Regions from separate parts of the Macaca mulatta genome. Here region 2 is linked to region 1. A link is a contact called in public Hi-C data. All regions are on one chromosome and are shown on one strand. Each heading gives the region's core, a stretch centred on a gene start, on an enhancer-like site or on the middle of the called end of the contact. The rest is flanking DNA. Distances are from core to core; before and after follow the strand shown.

The links. A called contact is a pair of places that touch in the nucleus more often than the background predicts.
Region 2: a contact with region 1 is called in a Hi-C map of fetal cortex germinal zone, with 5 times the contacts expected there. The contact joins the promoter of CDV3 here to the promoter of NPHP3 in region 1. A contact is called at or near these places in 3 of 14 Hi-C or Micro-C datasets (fetal cortex germinal zone, fetal cortical plate and liver).

What each region holds. Positions count from the first base shown.
Region 1 is chr2:35,814,989-35,819,994 of T2T-MMU8v2.0, forward strand. It overlaps NPHP3 (nephrocystin 3), which reads right to left and starts at 2,657. Exons shown (of 28, transcript XM_077991469.1): 1 at 2,239-2,657; 2 at 1-69. The coding sequence starts at 2,631. LOC106997117 (a long non-coding RNA gene) reads left to right here and starts at 3,218. Exons shown (of 10, transcript XR_003727106.2): 1 at 3,218-3,624.
Region 2 is chr2:36,622,905-36,628,184 of T2T-MMU8v2.0, forward strand. CDV3 (CDV3 homolog) reads left to right here and starts at 3,328. Exons shown (of 5, transcript XM_077991474.1): 1 at 3,328-3,898; 2 at 4,653-4,729. The coding sequence starts at 3,659.

The DNA.
Region 1 (5,006 bases), core at 1,407-3,906:
TGCTTGGTATTTTGCTTCTAAAGCACTTTCTTTTTCTCGAAGTATCTTCTGGTATGTTTTTTGAAGTGCCTACAATAATTTACCTCGTTATTTCCTAACAAAAATAGTCTTGCTCCCCAATTTTACATTCTTATATATATATATATATGTTACGTATCTTAGAATTTTAAGTCTACTTATTATTTTACCAATTATCAGGAACTTCATGTTGCCATTTTATTCAAAACATAATGGAAAAAAACCGCAAGCATGCTGGAACTACAACAAATAAAGACTTCAACATTAAGCTTTCAATGGACATTAACTTTTTTTGAAACACTGCATCAGTTCTTAAACTTCTTTATGCCTTTTCCATCTTTGTGATAGTAAACATTACATTTTATAAGGCTTAACTTGAAGGATACTTAGTTCTAGGAGACTGTGTGCCCCTTGGCACTATGTCTTATTCATCTCACCATCCCTTGGGCACTTCACAGTGCCTGGTACGCTGCAGGTCTCCAGTAAATGTCTGACTCAATGAATGAAATATAGAAGAGTTTTTTCATGCCTCGATATGTGAGAAAGGAACCAGTATGTTTCACAGGAAATCAGGACTTGTGACAGGAGTGACTGTGACACTTGCCAACCCTTATTGCACCCCGCCCTGTTTGGTCTGGCCTTTTCTACCCCCACCGTGCAGTTGTTTCCAACGTACAATGTCTGTTGGGCAGTGGCTTGGACACATTAAATCAGATACTTGAAATGCGCGAGTCCATTTTATACATGCAAGTGCATTAAGGCTGCCCAGTAGGAAAACTGATAAGACAACAGATAAACTGCTATACGGACTTCTTCCCAGACAACCACATTAATTACACAACCGCTAATGAGGGAGTTTAAAAATAAAAACAACAACAACGAAACCTGACTAGAAGAACGTCTAGTCTTGAAGACAGGAGGCTTTTTCTCTTTTAGAAAAATCAGTCTGAGGTATTTATTTCACCCCTACTGTAACGACTCCAGGAACTCTTAGGCTGCCTAGAAGTCTCTCCCACAGTGAAGAATAAACAAACGACACAACAACGATCAGAGGGGCCCCAAACTGATGGCAAAAAGTCTTAGAGATTTGCTCACAGAAAAGCAACCTCTTGCTTTATATGCTTTTTTTTTTTTTTTTTTTTTTTTTTTTGGAGACGGAGTCTCGCTCTGTTGCCCAGGTTGGAATGCAATGGTGCAATCTCGGCTCGGTGCAATCTCAGCTCACTGCAACCTCCGCCTCCTGAGTTCACGCCATTCTCCTGCCTCAGCCTCCCGAGTAGCTGGGATTACAGGCGCCTGCCACCATGCGCAGCTAATTTTTGTATTTTTAGTAGAGACGGAGTTTCATCATGTTGGCCAGGCTGATCTCGAACTCCTGACCTCAGGTCATCCGCCCGCCTAGGCCTCGCAAACTGTTGGGATTACAGGTGTGAGCCACCACGCCCGGCTGCTTTATATACTATTTTAGTGAATTATAATGGACCTGCTACATGGAGGGCATGCAATAATTAATTTTAGAGTAAATTAATCAAATGGACTAAGGAAATTTGACTACATCTAGAAAAGGTTTTCAATCATAGCAGTTAAGATGGTGAGAATCAGGAGGCTTCCAGAAAATTTCATGTCAAGACCATTACAATGCAAGAGCCATGAAACTTCACAAAGAAACCGACACATGAGCCCCACTTTGGAGCCCCAGGCAAAATTTTTATAGGGAGGGGGAGGATAAAACTCCTAGGAAGAGTTTGTTGAGTTGCTTCAACAGATGTCACCAGCCTTCTGAGGGGGTGGGCGCGGGGGCCGGAGTGGAGCTGGAGATTGGCATTTGCCTCCTCAGGACACTTTATGGCTAATTTCTTCTAGGTGTCTGAATAAATAAACCAGAAATAGAAAAGCGGGGGCCAGGCGCGGTGGCTCACTCCTGTGATCCCAGAACTTTAGGAGGCCAAGGCGTGAGGATCGTTGAGCCAGGAGTTCCAGGCTGCAGTGAGCCGCGATCGTGCCACCGCAGCGAGACCCTGTCTCCAAAAAAAGAGACAGATAAAGGGGAGGGAATTAAGGAATCATTTCAGACTCGAAGAGAATATGGCCTCTCAAATTAAAATACGCAGTTTCCGCCGAACTTTCAAAGCCGCTTGGTTTGGAGAAGGAGGACGGTCGTGCTTCCCAGGGGTCTCCCGGCGTCGCGGCGCGGCGCGGCGCGGCCCGGCCCGGCGTTACCTGCAGTTCGGCCCGCAGCCGCTTGTTCTCTGTGTCCAGCTTGGCCTCGCGGCGGCCCATGGACAACAACTCCTGGTTCTTGCTGACGCGGAAGATCTCGTACTCCTTCTTGAGCCGCTCGTACTCGGCCGCCGCGTACTCCAGCTCGGGCACCGACGAGCCGGTGGACTTGAAGCTGGCCCCCAGCAGCCCGCCCGCACCTGCCCCGCGGGGAAGCGACCCCGGCCCGGACCCCGCCGCCGCCCCCGCGCCTCGGCGGAACGAGTTGCGTAGCAGGCGGGCCTTGGGCTTCACCTCCACCGGGATCTCGCAAGCCTCGCCGCCGCCCGCCCCGTACGTGTCCTCGATCACCTCCCCGCCCGCGGGGCTCACGAGCGACGAGGCGGTCCCCATGGTGTCCGCGGCGGCCACTAGCTAGTGGGTACCGGCGGGGCTGAGCAGCTGAACGGAGCGGGACGGGGCGGGGCGGCGGGATGGAGCGAGGCTGGAGAGCAGGACCGGGCTGAAGAGCGGGACCGGGCTGGAAAGCAGGACGGGGCTGGGCAGCGGAACGGGGCGGGGCCCGAGAGCAGGACTGGGCGAGGCAGCGGAACGGGGCTAGGCGGGAGAACAGGATGGGGCGGGGCAACTAGAGGGGCGGGGCAGCAGGACGCGGCGGGGCAGCAGAACGGGACGGGGCGGGGGAGCAGGACGGGGCGGGGCAGAGGAACGGGGCGGTGTGGGAGTGCTGGATGGGGCGGGGCAACCGGAGGGGCGGGGCAGCGGGACGGGGCGGGGCAGCGGGACGGGGCGGGGCGGCGGGACGGGGCGGGGCGGCGGGACGGGGCGGGGCGGCAGGACGGGGCGGGGCGGCAGGACGGGGCGGGGCGGCAGGACGGGGCGGGACAACAAGAGGGGCCGGGCAAGTGGGGCGGGGTATATGGGCGGGGCAGGGCAAACGGGGTGGGTCAAGAAAGCAAAAAGGGCGAGGCGGGCTAGCAAGAAGGGCGGGGCTCGCAGGAAGGACGGGGCGAGTGGCGACTGTGCAGGACCAGCATCGGACTGGATGTTGTTGGAGTGGTGCTCCGACGCGGGGCTTCTCTCCGTTGTCTCCGCCCCGCTCGAGGCTCCCTGGCGGGCGTGCCTTACAGGGAGCACAGGCCTGGGTCCCAGCTGCTCCACCAATGCTGCAGCTATTTCTTTCGCTGCCGCCGTGCCTTACCGGAAACTCCTTTCTGGAAGCAGTTGGGAAATCTGAAAAATTTATGGAGTGCCTGCTATGTGCTTCCCGCGATGTCTCTCTCTTAGTTTGCATGTAGATAGAATGACCAGCAAGGAATAATGCCAGCCAAGAAAGAGCTTTTAGATTTTACGGTCTGAAACCACCAGGGACAATCCTTAGACAAGGTAAGTTTTTTAACTCATTGCAACATGAGACATTGGAGACCGCCCACCAATCTCTTCTTCATTCCCTCCATCAAAGTGGCTAGTCATCTTTTCTCTTACCCTTTAGATTTTCTTCAGGAAGAAGTCATACGCCAGACCTTTGCATTCTTCAAAATCCAGAGTATACATACTAATTTCTTCAGGTGGTCTCCTGAGATAAAGGGAAACATTTCCACCATCACAGTACCTTAAGAACTTTCCACCTTTTCACATCCGTTATGATCTCTAACTCCTAATTTTTGAATTCTCCTTGTGGATCAGGGGTTTAAGGATCATCCACTAGGTTTCTGACTAAACACTTTGAACATTTTTGCATCTTAGTACCTCCTTTGGAATGGGCCTCGGCTGAACACTTCTATAACTATGCTTGAGTAATAAGATAAAACAGCCAGCTATCACCCATTCTCTCCAACAAATAACCAAACTCACTATGCGAACTTCCTACAGCTTGGAGAGTACATTCAGATTCTAGTCTGGAACTGAGTGCTCTGAAACAATGCATCTCTCCTTTCCCCCACGTCATTTCTGTCCACTGACATGCCTCTAATCCACATTTCTCCACCCTACTTGCGTACTGATCTTGGATTACTATTGGTCAATGCCAAAGTGACCAAATTTCTTATTCCTCAAAAAATGACATTATTTCTTCCTGGCTAACACGGTGAAATCCGTCTCTACTAAAAATACAAAAAATTAGCCAGGCGTGGTGGCAGGCGCCTGTAGTCCCAGCTACTCGGGAGGCTGAGGCGGCAGAATGGCCTGAGCCTGAAAGGCGGAGCTTGCAGTGAGCGGAGATTGCGCCACTGCACTCCAGCCTGGGCGACAGAGCGAGACTCGGTCTTAAAAAAAAAAAAAAAAAAAAGACATTATTTCTAACCTCATAATCTGTTTTTCTTCTTCATGCTGAATTTAACCCACATACTTCAGTCTGCATTTTGGAAGAATAACTTTTTTTTTTTTTTTTTTTTTTTTTTGAGACGGAGTCTCACTCTGTCGCCCGGGCTGGAGTGCAGTGGCCGGATCTCAGCTCACTGCAAGCTCCGCCTCCCGGGTTTACGCCATTCTCCTGCCTCAGCCTCCCGAATAGCTGGGACTACAGGCGCCCGCCACCTCGCCCGGCTAGTTTTTTTTTTGTATTTTTTTTAGTAGAGACGGGGTTTCACCGTGTTAGCCAGGATGGTCTCGATCTCCTGACCTCGTGATCCGCCCGCCTCGGCCTCCCAGAGTGCTGGGATTACAGGCTTGAGCCACCGCGCCCGGCCTGGAAGAATAACTTTTAATACAGAAATATAGTGAGAATAAAATATTTGGCAGGTGGCTTATAACTTACTAAAGACGGCCAC
Region 2 (5,280 bases), core at 2,078-4,577, 810 kb after region 1:
CCAGCTCTTGAGCTCATGGAATATTGGAGCTCAGCGGTCCTTGTTGAGGGAGATACATGATGTCCTTCAGATTGTACCACTTCAGAGGACCCAGAGGGAAACTGCCATGTTCAGACAGCATTAGGAACCTTGGAAGATGTGCAGAAATACCTGGGAATAGTCCGCATTACTATTCAACTTTTCCATCTGGCAAGTACAAGTGAAGGTCTGTTTGCTTTAAGGATGCAGACGGTCCAAACACATTGGACGGCAGACGGGAAGACACCTCCATCAAGAGAGAACTGGAGGAGCCGGGCACGGTGGCTCCTGCTTGTGATCCCAGCTACTCAGGAGGCCAAGGAAGCAGGATCAATTGAGCCCAGGAGTTCCAGACCAGCCTGGGCAACATAGCAAGATCCCTTTCTCTAAAAATATTTTTTAAAAAAATTAGCTGTGCATGATGGCGCCTGCCTGTAGTCCCAGCTACTCTGGAGAGGCTGAAGCCAGATGATTGCTTGAGCCTCGCCTCTTAAAAAGAAAAAGAAAGAAAGAGAGAGAGAGAGAGGGAGGGCAGAAGGATGTTTCAAAGATGAGGGGGTGCCTGGTGATGATGATAATGATAGCAGGATTCAGGGCACTGGGCAACCAATCTGGAGGAGGCTGGCAGGGGAGATTTAAAAGGAGCAACTGGTGGGAACAGATGCTGTCAATTTTAGGGCAGGTGATTCAAAGAGTAAGGGACTAGCTTCACAGAGGAGAGAATTACTACAAACAATGACACAACCACAAAGACGCTGTTCTCTCTACTGGCTTGACCTGAATTTCTTACACATGATCAAGTTCTGGGAGCATGCCATCAATCACACTGAAAAATGTAGTGGGAAATTCTGCAGTGTCAGCCCTCAACGACTGTTCCTTCTGTGTATTTTCTCAAGTCATTAATTCTTTCAAGACGATGAATTGATAAGGACTTAAGAAATATATAAATAACAAACTCATTTATATCTAGATCTTCTCTTCTAGATTATAAGGGAATTGAAGGCAGGAATCACAAATTACTCACTTTTGAATAAAGCTCTTTGCCCTAAATATAGCTAAATAAGTGCTTCATAGAAGAGGAAAGAAAGAGAGGGAGGGGGCTGGGTGTGGTGACTCACACCTGTAATCCCAACACTTTGGGAGGCCGAGGCAGGTGGATCACGAGGGTCAGGAGTTCGAGACCAGCCTGGCCAACATGGTGAAACCCTGTCTGTACTAAAAATACAAAACTTAGCTGGGTGTGGTGGTGGGCACCTGTAATCCCAGCTACTCGGGAGGCTAAGGCAGGAGAATCGCTTGATCCTGGGAGGCAGAGGTTGCAGTGAGCCGAGATCGTGCCATTGCACTCCAGCCTGGTGACAAGAGCAAGATTTTGTCTCAAAAAATAAGTAAGTAAACAAATAAATAAATGAAAGAGAGGGAGGGAGGAAGGAGGAAAGAGGGGGAAGGAAGAAAATAGGAAGGGAGAAAGAAAGAAGGAAAGAAAAAAAAGAAAGGAAATGAATTTGATTAGCCATGGTAAGGGAGGGTAACGGTGATGGGCAGTACTAAACCTGACCTGCATCACAGGAAGATACATGTTGTCATAGAAGGAAGTCACCTTGGCAGCTGTTTATGTTTGAGGAATAGTATATGTGTAAGCTCAAGCTACTTGCTGGCCAAGGCTAGGTCCTTGATTTATTTGACGTTCAGAAGTTAGATTATTTTTCTTTTTTTTTTTTTTTCTTTAGACGGAGTTCCGCTGTTGTTGCCCAGGCTGGAGTGCAATGGCGCGATCTCAGCTCACTGCAACTTCCGTGTCCCCCAGGTTCAAGCAATTCTCCTGCCTCAGCCTCCCGAGTAGCTGGGATTACAGGCGTTAGCCACCACGCCCGGCTAATTTTTGTATTTTTAGTAGAGATGGGGTTTTATTATTTTGGTCAGGTTGGTCTCGAACTCCTGACCTCAGGTAATCCGCCTGCCTCAGCCTCCCAAAGTGCTGGCATTAGCGGTGTGAGCCACCGCGCTCAGCCATTAGTTAGTTCTTTAATAGCAGTGTAAGCAAGGGGTAGGAAAAGAGAAACTTTAATGGGGTAACTGTAAAGGAAAAGGCGAAGAAGTCACTCCATTTACTGGCTGAGTTCTATCTACCCCATAGGGCTACCAACATTTGTCTGAGTCATTTCCTCAGTGGTTGTGACAGCTCCCTCTCCTGCTTTTAGAAGGAGGAAGTAGAAAGTTTAAGAGCTTACTTTAGACCACCTTTTGCATATAGAATTCATTTCATTTTCAAGGCCCCAAGGGTATTTAAATGGTCTTTAAACCCATTTAAACCGGGCTTTCGCCTGGGCATTTTGGTCTCCACCCCTATGATAAGACAGTCTCCTCCTTTTATCAGGGACAGAAGCTAAGGATAAACTGCATCATCATCTAGACTCAAGTCAGGACGTTAAGCAATGTGGTGGGGAGCTAATGCTGATTCTCTTCCCTTCCTCCCCCGTATCTTGTAAGAGCTAGTATACCCACTTTACAGATTAGGGACTTGAAGATAGAATTTATTGAACTTGAGCTTGGTAAACATAATCCAGAGGGTAGAGTTCAGACAAAATCCCTACCTAAAAACCGGCCTATGAAAGATCTTTTAATAAATGGGACCCAAACTTCAGGATCACTGCTCCTCTCACTTTCACAATCAACCTGTAAAGAAAAAAAGTAATGGTTGCCACACCAGAGAGGGTGGAAGTACAGAAACGATCAGAGGAGAGGAACAATCTTTAACACAGTTGGCTTAACGCAGTGCCTCTCCGTTTCGCGAAAGTTCAAACGACTACTATGGGGCCACGGTTTGTTCCGGGCCAGGAAACACACGTGCATCCTGCGCATGCGCCCAAAAGCAACCCACTGCCCCTCCTGCTGAACCTCTTTAGCCAAGTCATCAACCAGCCCTCAAAATGCCCGCCCTCAAGACTAAACCCTCCGCCAATCAGGAAACCGGACTCGTCAGGCACGTCACTTATTTTGCATATGCCCTCCTCTCCCCGCCCCCATTCCTGGACTCCGCCCCGTCTGGGTCACGGATTGTCACCTAAGCGCTTCGTCCTGGCACCTGATTGGCTCTCTTTCCAGCTCCGCCTCCATCTCCACCCGCCGCCCGCCCCTTGGCGATCACACAGCGGCAGGCAGAGCAAAGTACGCAGGCGCAGGCGCTGCCTCTCTTTTCTAGCGGCCCGCCCTCCCTCCTCCCCCTCCCTCCCCTCCCCACCCCCTTCCCCTCCTCTCCGGGTCTGCGCCCGCGCGTCTTCCTCCGGCACGCGCCGCCGCTAGCCGAGCACTCTCGCCAGAGCCTTTGGCTCGCGCGTGCCTTTTCCCCTCAGGTTGTGGGGAGAGCGGGATCCTGCTCCGCCGTCGCAGCAGCAGCGGCAGCCCCGGCAGCCTCGGGCGACAGCGGCGGCGCGCGAGCCCCCAGGCGGACCGTACCACCGCTCGCCAGCACGCAGGGGGAGCCGCCCGCCTCGCCGCGCACGCCTCGGCGACCCCGCGGGGCTGAGGCGTCGCCGCGCCCGGCAGCGTGAGCGCAGAGCCGGCCCCGACCCCGAGCTCGGAGCCCCGCGGGCCGCGCCCGCCGCCGGCCCCACCCATCCGGGTCGAGGAGGCCGAGGCCATGGCCGAGACGGAGGAGCGGAGCCTGGACAACTTCTTTGCCAAGAGGGACAAGAAGAAGAAGAAGGAGCGGAGCAACCGGGCGGCGAGTGCCGCGGGTGCAGCGGGCAGCGCCGGCGGAAGCAGTGGAGCCGCGGGTGCGGCTGGCGGCGGGGCGGGCACGGGGACCCGGCCGGGCGACGGCGGGACCGCGAGCGCGGGGACTGCGGGCCCGGGGGCCGCCACCAAGGCTGTGACGAAGGTGAGGGGCCGGGAGGCCGGCACTCGGGGCCCGGGCCGCGCGCCGGCGTCCCATGTGCCCGCCCCCGCCTGCCGGGGAAGCGTCCGGGAGGGGCCGCGGGGGCCGGGCGGACGGGCGAGGGCCGCCACGTGACGCAGGCTCCCCACTTCGGGCAGGGCTCGCCTGGGCCGGGACCCCTTCCGACACCCGCCCTGGAGCCGCCCTTCTCACCCCGCGTCGCTCGGCGTTAGCCAGGGCCCAGGCGGCGCCACCCTCCAGGGGCACTAGGTCTGGGGCCGCAGCGCCCAGCACAGAGCAGCGTTTATTGGGTGACGTCTAGGCTGAGTAATTCCGTGTGCTGACCTCAGCCCAGTAGTTTGAGCTGAATTTTCGCTTTCAGCAGCCGCATTTGTAGCAGCTCTTTTGTGATGACTTAGTTTCTAAGCCCGTGAAAGAAAAAGAAAAGTCTCGGTGGCAAGGTTGGGGTAGAAATGTAGTTGTGAAATTCCTACTGACTTCTTCCTTCGGCTTTTCTTAGTTGCTTAAAGTAACAGCTCTCATGCAGGAACCCGGCGGAAGTACAGTGTTAGCCTACGAGCATGTTTGTCCTCCATGTAGCCTAGTTTGCCCCAGAACGAAGCAAGGGCTTTGACCGGTATATAAGTGCCTACTCAGTTTAGGTTCCAGCCACTTGATCCACTTTTCGTAGTGTGTTATTTGCTTAGTTATATGTCTACAAATAGCTTTAATTGATCAAATGGCGTTTGTTTTACAGGACGAAGATGAGTGGAAAGAATTGGAGCAAAAAGAGGTTGATTACAGCGGCCTCAGGGTTCAGGCAATGCAAATAAGGTATGGTCTGGTTACAAATGTGTTTAGATAACTTTTAGGACAGATACTGGATACAAGTTAGGTTTTCCTTTAGCCCCAAAGCAGCATCATAGTAGCCTTGTGCTCTAGATAGGCTTATTAGGACTCAACTGGGTTCTGTCTACTCTTTCTCACTGCGTGAAGGCAGCCCTTCCGTGTGCTCATCAAATTAGCTACTGACTCTAAAATCCTGTGAGAGCTTGCCTACTTCCAGTTCTGGTGAGGCCTTTTCATTTGAGACAGCTAAAATGGATTTTGTCACTTCAGAATTTTCACTGTTAACATCGGTGATTGTACTTAGTTTTGGTTTCAAAAATAATGTGGATTTTTTCACATCCTCTCCAATAAGCAAGTGAATGTATTTTTGTAATTGAAGTATATCATACTTACAGAGAGAGAGAGGTTTCATGTGTTCACACAGTGCTACCAACCTGTGCAGTAAGTACGCAGGTCAAGAAACTTGAGTATTACTAATACAGAACAAGGTTCGCCTCCTAACACCTACTCACTGCATTCACCTTCAACACAACCAC